Regions from separate parts of the Mus musculus genome. Here regions 2 and 3 are each linked to region 1. Evidence: chromatin contacts called from public HiChIP or PLAC-seq data. All regions are on one chromosome and are shown on one strand. Each heading gives the region's core, a stretch centred on a gene start, on an enhancer-like site or on the middle of the called end of the contact. The rest is flanking DNA. Distances are from core to core; before and after follow the strand shown. Region 1 overlaps Cfap61 (cilia and flagella associated protein 61). Region 2 overlaps Ralgapa2 (Ral GTPase activating protein, alpha subunit 2 (catalytic)). Region 3 has its middle 13 kb from the start of Ralgapa2.

Region 1 (2,849 bases), core at 138-2,637:
AGCAGCTGAAAGATTCAGATATAGATACTAACACTCAACCAATGGACAGAAGCTGATGACCCCTGTGGTTGAATTAGGGAAAAGCTGGAAGAAGCTGAGGAGGAGGGCCACTCTGTACGAGGACTAGCAGTCTCATATAACCTGGACCCCTGAGATCTCCCAGACACCGAGCCACCAAACAGACAGACAGCATACACCAGTTGATAGGAGCCCCCCACACACACACACCTTACATACACAGCAGAGGACTGCCGGGTCTGGCCCCAGTGAGAGAAGATGCATCTAAACCTCAAGATGCTTGAGGCCCCAGGGAGTGGGGAGGCCTGGTGGGGTGGGGTGAGGTGGAGACACACTTTCTTGGATGTGGGGGAGGAAGTATGGGATAAGGAGTAGTCAGAGAGTGAACTGGGAGGGGGATAACGACTGGACTGGGAAAAAAGATTAAAGAATAAAAAAAGAAAGGAAAAGAAAAGAAAAGAAGAGAGAAGAAAAGAAAAGAAGAGAAAAGAAGAGAAAATTGACTAACCTCCCAATTAAAATGTATTTGCCTAAAACTCAATTGTTAAACTGACATTACTAAGAAGGGTTAATTCATTCACCCTAGTCACAAATAACCGGTTCTGAAACCTGGAGTGTCCCCAGGGTGGCCAGGTGCTGGGACCCCATTGGGGGGAAAAGGTTGGCTCATGATTCCTGCTTCCATTGGATTGACCCTGTATTGATTCCAGAACCACAATCAGAGAAATAAACCAAAAATCCCTTAAAAGTTTATAGTGCATGGACCATGAAATATGATGGTCTTTATGTTTTAGCTATGGAAAGCCCCAAGGAAAATCAGGCTATTTTGAAAGAACTCTTATAAATGCTTGGGGGGAAAGGTAGAAAGGAAGTAAAGGGAGGGGGAGTATGCTTTGTTTATATAAATATGTGCAATCACGATATATATGATGTATCATATACATTCTCCAAATGGAGACAGCAGGTGCTGTCCAGTTACCAAGCAGCTATCTTTACTTCTTGCCATATCCTTAGATAAATCATAAAGAGTAAACATATTCATTGTAAAAAAAAAAAGATACTAAGACTTGTATAATACAAACTCTGATTCTATTGATAAATATTTAAACACACAAAATCCGCTCTCATATCTGCACATCGCCTTGGGGCATGGCAGGACTGCAGATGGTAGTGGCTCAGTGAATGTTTCTGAATACCAGTCTACCTTCCTCTCCCCCCTACATGCTCCTAGAAGTTTCTAACCTTCTCTTGTTACAGTCACTACTGAAGGCCTATTCTTTCAGTCCTGCTGGGTATAAGTCAGAAAGAGAACACTCCAGTGGCTCTGTTCCCTTCTGTTTCTGTCATGCACAGCCTTCCTAGAAGCAAATGTACACTTGGTGACCCCATAATGACTCAGCTAATCTTTTCTTACAGACTCGAGCACAATTCTTAAGGCACCCTAAACCAAAGTGGGAGATTAGCTGTCCCTTTTCCTTGCCTAGGCACAGGGCTCTCAGCGGGCACGTTCTCTGCAGAAATCCTGCTTTCTAGCCCTTCCCACCATTTCTCTCCTTCAATGTGTGAACTCTCAGGGCCAGTGAAGAAAGGATGAAGCCGTTGCCCACTGGCTCTTCTTGGACCTTATAATTTTTCAGTCTTGGTAATCTACTTAACCACAAGATGTTTTATTCATTTCCTAAAAAAGCAAAACAAAAATTAAAACAACAACAAAATGCCCACTGAGTCTGGGCTTCAAGGTCAGAATTTGAGGTTTTCCGTCTGATTGCACACATAATAAAATAACAAATGACACGTGAAAAGTAAGAGGAAAAACTTGCCACGTGTCTCTGTAAACCCAACGCCTTTAGAAACCACACGTTTGTGTATCTTTCCTGATACTGTCTCACAGAAAACTAGACAATTTTGACGCCAGTCAAGGGACATAAAGCTAGAAAGAAGAATGTATGGCAAGTGTAGTCATCACACAATCTACCCATCAGGACTAGTGTGAACCAAACACAATCGAGAAGGCAACCTTGCCCTAGACAAAACCATGGTCTCGAAGAATGAAGTTTCTATTCATTCTGTTCAGAGAGGCCTACTGAGGGCCTAAGGAACCAAGGACAGATTTGATCTCACCACAGACTGGCCGTGGCAACATGAGCCTGAAATGAGTAAGACAGTGATATCATAGAGGGGGAGAAAATGGTAACAAAGTATGTGTGAGCCACTCACAAAAGCAAATCAAACAAATATATTAAAGGCGAGATCACTCAGAGGCTGACTAGCGAAGCCCATCTTTATTTCCTGAGTAATGTTGACAAGGGTTGTGTGACCTAGCCAAGAAGTTAAATATTTCTAGCACAGTAAATATTAGTTGGATGAGTAAGACTGACATGTCTTCCTACAAAGGAAAAATGTCAAATTTCAGAAAGGTAAGGCTTGGGAGGATAGCAAAAGGGAATGAGCTACCAGTTCCACTAAATGTGACTTCCATTAATGACTGAACAAGAAGAGAGACCAAGAAGAATGGGCAAATCAGGGAACGTGGGAAAGCAATCTGTTAGCTGACATCAAACCCAGTGCTACCTTTGGGAACATCTTAGCGATTAATATACAAATGAAATGTTCTCCTTTTAAGACCCCAGTAGTTACTACAAGAGAAAGAGAGAGGAGAGGAGAGGAGAGGAGAGGAGAGGAGAGGAGAGGAGAGGAGAGGAGAGGAGAGGAGAGGAGAGGAGAGGAGAGGAGAGGAGAGGAGAGGAGAGGAGAGGAGAGGAGAGGAGAGGGAGAGGAGAGGGAGAGGAGAGGGAAAGGAGAGGGAGAGGAGAGGGAGAGGAGAGGGAGAG
Region 2 (2,785 bases), core at 174-2,673, 340 kb before region 1:
TAAGCTGCAAAGGCACAGTTAGCATCTCACAGTCTGGCTTTCCCACTCAGCCTGGAGCTTGCATACGGACCTTTCACTAAAACGGGAAGGGGCAGTGTGTCCTGTTCACCGTGTGGCAGCAGGTCACAGGGTGGTTTCTCTCCAGTAAAAAACGTGGTTTGTCTGCTCCATCCTAGTCAACTTAAAGAATAAACCTGATTCCTGCTCCAGACTCCATTTACCGCAAAGCCTGTTGTTTACTTTAACTACTTGTTTAGTCTGTTTAAAAGGTACAGAAAAAAAAGAAAATCAGATCTTACTACCAGACTCACTTGTTTGAGTGCTACAATTCCTCAAAAGGCTAAAGCTTAGAAAACTTACAGGTTGTGTTCCTGAATTTGCTTCCATTTTACCCCCAAGTTATATACACAATCTCTAATTGCTTGTTAAAGGGGTTGTCTTAGGGTACTGATTGCTAGAGCTTTTTAATTTCTGGGGTAATGTATGATCAAAGTAACTTCTCTATGTTATCTCTGAAATTTTAAAAAATACCTTCCCTCAGTAGATTATTAAAACATTCATTCAATAAATTATTAGGGGGCCAGGCATAGTAGTGCCTCCCCCTTTAATCCCAGCACTTGAGAGGCCAAGGCAGGTAGATTTTTGTGAGTTAGAGACAGCCTGGTCTATAAAGTAGGCTGTTACACAGAGAAACATTGTTTCAAAAAAACAAAAACCAAACAAACAAAAAACCTAACTAAATAAATAATATTGAGTGAACCTTTGAAGTACGTTATATAGAGTAAAAATTCTTCATTTTGAAAAACATTGCTAGCACTGTTTACTTCTGTACTTTGAAAGCCTCCATAAAACATCTATTTGCATCTGCATCCCACTGCCTACTGCTCATTAAGGAAGGGTCATCTCATCTTAGGGAAGAGAGAAACACATTGCTTTGGGGGTGACCCACAGTATTGAATCCAGGCCTTGTGGCCTCAGTTCTAGAGTACTTCACAGGGTTTGAACACAGGGAAATTTCCCAACAGTGGTTACAGTAGAGTCAGCCTTGAGAGAAGGAAGGAATCATTTGATAAGAATAACAGCCTTTTTGTTCATCACAACCCATCCTTACAACTTTCTCAGGCCAGGTGGAGGTGGTACAGCCATGGTGGTTGGCCCTATGACATTGTAAACCTCCGTTTTAAAGACGAGTGCCTATCTCAAAGTAAGGACTTCTGGCAGCTAGTGATGTTTTTACAAGAAATTCATCATCATTTGCTTGTTAATACTATATTGTTTTAAAGAAGTTTCTGACAAAAGGTAATCTTTTTCTATTGTAACTTTACATTTCAAAAATGTGAGTCACTTTGAAAAAATGTACTAGACAAATCCTGCTTGCTTTATAGTGAGGCTACTACAAAGGGCATGAGGACTAGCCCTGGTGTGATGGGTGCGTGCTGAATGCCATTCTGTCTTGTTCATATGGAAAGCCCTATAGGCTATGTAAACTATCAGACCAGGAAGGATTTTATTTTGAATTTTCAAAGATTGATGGTAATACCTTGAGGTGGAGGAGTTAGAGATGAGTGGAATCGCTTCTCGGCCTTTTGACTGAGATCAAATGTAGAGATGAGTAGAGCTCATAGTGCATGGTCCTCTGTTGGGAACATGGATGGCAGATGCTCTCCTGAGTGCCATGTGGCTACTCCTAATTTTAAAGTGTTATCTCAAAGGTAGACCTTTTGGACTGCTCCATTTCAGTGTAGATAAGCAAAGTAAGCCAGCATGTGGTGGTAATTTGGCTGACTGGTCATATGGCCCCCTCTTTAACCCCCGAATTAACCCTACCCCAGTGCTGTCCTTAGTGACTATTGCAAAGGCACACTTTCTCTCCAGGCTCTGTCTTACGTGGGTGGTAAAGTAGGGCAGGCTTGCCATCTGTCATTGTCCCTCTTTTTCCCATCTCTTTGCCCATAGAAGCAGGTTCAGTTGAAGTCACTGGCCCAGGTCCAGGGAGTGGGTGAGCCCTGTGACTTTATCTCAAGTACTTTGTCTCTGCCATCTCTAGCACCAGTGACAGTTTTGTAGTTTCTGAGTGTATGGTTTTAACCCCCCTAAGTCTTTCTGCATACTCACCAATGAAGCAAGTTTATAAACTATGGTTTCAGCTTATTATTCAATTCCTAGTCCCCACAAACCTATTCCAGAAAACCATCTTTAAACCAAAATTTCTAAATTCCAGTGGTGAAAATGGCTCATTTGAGTTTAGTGTGTGCTAAATGCTTAAAGGTTTTTAAAGCCCTTAGGCTTCAGGGTTTTAGCTCCTCATCTCACCAGATGGAATTAAGGCAAACATAACAAAGCTAACATCATGGCTGTTTGCATTATTAATCTTCAGATGCATGGCATTCTGGTACCTTGCTAGCCAGGTTTGCACGAATCCATTCATTGCAGCATATGTCAACAGAAATGTGCTTCCATCTGCTGCTGGAAAGCTTGATGCCTGATATTCTGAGACAAGGCCCCAGCACAATGCATACCTCTGTGAGTAATTACAGGTGTGTGGTGAGGAGCCCAGGGCATTAATCAGAGGCTTAATTATGAAAAAGGTAGATCTTTTGTTCCACTCCTGGAGCATGAGTCTACTACACACTTTCTAACCTGCAGCATCCATCTGCTCAGCCCAGAGAATGTTTGTCTTGGCTGATATAGACCCTAAAGTGTATCGCAGGATGTGATTAAAACAGGCTTAAATATTAACAGGGAAGAAACCTTGGTTTAGGGTTTTTTTTTTCCAATCCCTTCC
Region 3 (2,978 bases), core at 59-2,558, 500 kb before region 1:
GGTTTTTTTCTGCCATGGTATTTTCTTGAAGGGCTTTATACTATCCCAAATCAAGTGACCATTGTCATAGTAGGGTGGGGGAGAACAGATTACAAATGCATTTCTGAAAGTATTTATGTGTTCAGAAACGGAACCAATTGTTAGTAAGTCAAAACCACTCCACAAGACACAATTTAGTTCTAAGATGTCACACACACAGGCGAGAGAAATCAAGGCTCTTAAGGAAGTATGTGTAGGCAGCGGGGGTAGGGAGGTGGGGGGGTGGGGGTGGGAGAGTAACAGAGAAATATTTTTGAATTCTTTTGTTTTTCTTTCTTTGTTTCTTTTTCCTTTTTGGTTTTTTCAAGACAGGGTTTCTCTGTGTAGCCCTGGCTGTCCTGGAATTCATTTTGTAGACCAGCTTGGCCTTGAACTCAGAGATCTACTTGCCTCTGCCTCCCAAGCACTGGGGGTTAAAGGCGTATGCCACCAAATTCTCTTCCTCTTCATACTTAAAATAATGAGACATACTACTTTGTAATGCTGTAAAATATGGCTAATAACCCATCTTCAATGAGGAAGAATTTTCTTCTTTAGTCCTTGTATTCTGTGGCTCCGGCATTTTACTTTCACATGTCGCTCCTCTTGCAGAGATCAAGAGGTCCTGATGTAGAAAGTCATCCCTGAATGTTCCAGTGCTTGAGCAACCTTAAGATTCTTACATAAAAACAAATCTATTTCTGCCTTTCATAGATACAATTGGCACTTATCTTTAGAATGTATCATTATTCACTTTCAAATGTTATAACAGATACTAGGATTAGAGGCATTTGATGACCAATTTGTTTAGTTTCATTCAATGGCACAATGTATCAAGTGAATTTTTTATACTATATCCAAAGATGACTTGGGTCGTTTATGCTTTTAAAAAGCACTGTCCTTCTTGCATGCTTTTTTTTTTCTTCTGGAGTCAGAAAAAAAATATCTATTTTGTGACTCAGCAAAATCATTGACATTACTCTTTTTGTTGATAATATTGGGGATAAAATACTTCCTCATTAGACTCTTTAAAAAATAAACGAGAGAGAGAGAGAGAGAGAGAGAGAGAGAGAGAGAGAGAGAGAGAGAGAGAGAGAGAGAGAGAAAGGAAGGGAGGGAGGGATGAAGGGGGGGGAGGGGGAGGGGGAGGCAGAGGCGGAGGCGGAGAGAGGAGAAACAGCACTTGACATTTGCCCTAGTTTGCGTCTTTGTTGCTGTGATAAAAACACTGACCCAAACCATCATGGAGAAAAAGAAAATATTTGTTTGGCTTACAGGTTAACCAAGACAGGAACTCAAACAGCAACAGGAGCTGAATCAGAGGCCAGGGAGGAGTGCTGTCAATTGGCTTACTCCTAGGGCTTGCTCAGTGACCTTTCTTAAGTACCCTGTGTGTGTGTGTGTGTGTGTGTGTGTGTGTGTGTGTGTGTGTGGCTTAGACCCTCCCATGTAAATCATTAACCAAGAAAAATGCCCATAGACATGCCCATAGGCCAGTGTGACAGAAGCAACTCTTTGAGGTTTGCCTAGTTTGTGCAAGCTGTTACAGACTAAAAAGTACAGCATATTTTGGATAGGTTACTCATACCAATCTTTAAGCCTCTAAACATTATTTTTATTATGATTATAGCTGAAATTATCGATATGGTTTATATACTATAAATCAAGTCGAGCTGACAATGATTAACTGTCATAGGGAACAGAGGCTCTGCAAACCCTTGCTTCGGCTTATTCTGCTGATGTCTTGAGTGAAAGCTATGTAAAATCATGGGAAGTGCAGCAATGGCATCCCCTTCCTCCATACCAGATGACATAGTCATAAACACAGGGACACATGAACGCACAGTTTTAGCCTGTAGGAGCCACCCTGTTCATATGTTTAAGGAAGTCTGGAAGAAAGAAAAACAAAATAATATTTATGAAGTTTCTTCAAACTGGGCATTGTGCAAGATTCCTTTAATGCTTGTTTGTGCCCTAAAATAAATACCCTAGTTTATCTCCTTTCAAATGTACAATTTAATCTCCTTTCATAGGTGTGAGAAGCAGAGGATTGGAGAATTATGTCTCCCACTTAAGACTGCACAGGTAATGTTAGGGTGTGTTAGTTTTCCAACTTAACAGAGAGATTGGTTTGCTTTGACTTGTAGTTGTGAAGGTTATGGTTCCTGGCCTGTTGGTCCTGTCACTTTGGGACCTGTGTTGAGGTAACACATCACAGTGAGAGTATTTAACTACTCACCATTCCACCCTATAAAATGATGCCTTTAAGAATTTTGAAATTTTGCAATGCCATTATGAGGTCTTATGGTTAAACTGATGGAAAGGGAAAAGAGAAACAAGTCAACTTGTGAAGCTCAAGAGAGAAACAAGGCAAGAGGTTTTTTGAGTAAGAGATTTATTAGGGAGATTCTTGATGCTGTTGAAAGACAGCATAGTGGGGGGTATCCAAGGAAAGTTCAGTCCCTCAAGGCAATGCAGGGTTTCCTTCTTATGGGTTTTGGGGGGAGTTGTCTTGCACCACAAAGTTAATGAGAAGTCTATAATGCATGCTTCTGATTCCAGGGTGACCATGGGAAGAGAGAAAGCACTCATTGGTCCTGTTAGTTATCGAATATCTGTTGTACATCTATCATAAAGGATGTGTGGATTACAAAAGCTCTGAGAGCAGTGCTTAGCAGTGCTCACTTCCTTTGGAAGTGAGGCTTACAGACTCACAGGCAGTTGGGTGCCTGCAGCCTAGGGCAGTAGCTGTGTGAACAACAAAGAGAGACCCACTGCAGCGAGTGTTGAGAGAAGCCCCTAGCCTAAGCCTATCAGGTAGTAATTCCACAAAACCAAGTTTCTACCAAGCCTCACGTGGCCTGTTATTGCATCTTTTGCCTTTCTTTTGCTCCCTGTCCCAACTCACGTGTCATGTTTGACCCTGCTTAATTCCCACTGCCCAATCCTCTTTTCCTCAC

What was found. HiChIP or PLAC-seq counts read pairs in DNA pulled down with a chosen protein or histone mark.
Region 2: a contact with region 1 is called in a FOXA1 HiChIP or PLAC-seq map of pancreatic cancer cells. The contact joins two enhancer-like sites. A contact is called at or near these places in 2 of 484 Hi-C or Micro-C datasets (frontal cortex and stem cell-derived epiblast-like cells) and 1 of 115 datasets of contacts at active chromatin or transcription factors (pancreatic cancer cells).
Region 3: a contact with region 1 is called in a FOXA1 HiChIP or PLAC-seq map of pancreatic cancer cells. The contact joins two enhancer-like sites. A contact is called at or near these places in 2 of 115 datasets of contacts at active chromatin or transcription factors (craniofacial prominence and pancreatic cancer cells).

What each region holds. Positions count from the first base shown.
Region 1 is chr2:146,026,244-146,029,092 of GRCm38.p6, reverse strand. All of the region lies in intron 13 of Cfap61 (cilia and flagella associated protein 61), which reads right to left. Among named protein-coding and RNA genes, the nearest start is that of Gm34629, 72 kb to the left of the region's middle. Within about 2 kb of position 1,387, at least 23 of the 459 cell types and tissues checked have an H3K27ac peak or open chromatin away from gene starts, as enhancers often do. A contact at or near this core is called in pancreatic cancer cells, where this site is marked.
Region 2 is chr2:146,362,834-146,365,618 of GRCm38.p6, reverse strand. The region is part of intron 24 of Ralgapa2 (Ral GTPase activating protein, alpha subunit 2 (catalytic)); the gene reads left to right. Among named protein-coding and RNA genes, the nearest start is that of A930019D19Rik, 100 kb to the right of the region's middle. Within about 2 kb of position 1,423, at least 19 of the 459 cell types and tissues checked have an H3K27ac peak or open chromatin away from gene starts, as enhancers often do. A contact at or near this core is called in pancreatic cancer cells, where this site is marked.
Region 3 is chr2:146,523,666-146,526,643 of GRCm38.p6, reverse strand. No RefSeq gene overlaps it. Among named protein-coding and RNA genes, the nearest start is that of Ralgapa2, 13 kb to the right of the region's middle. Within about 2 kb of position 1,308, at least 21 of the 459 cell types and tissues checked have an H3K27ac peak or open chromatin away from gene starts, as enhancers often do. A contact at or near this core is called in pancreatic cancer cells, where this site is marked.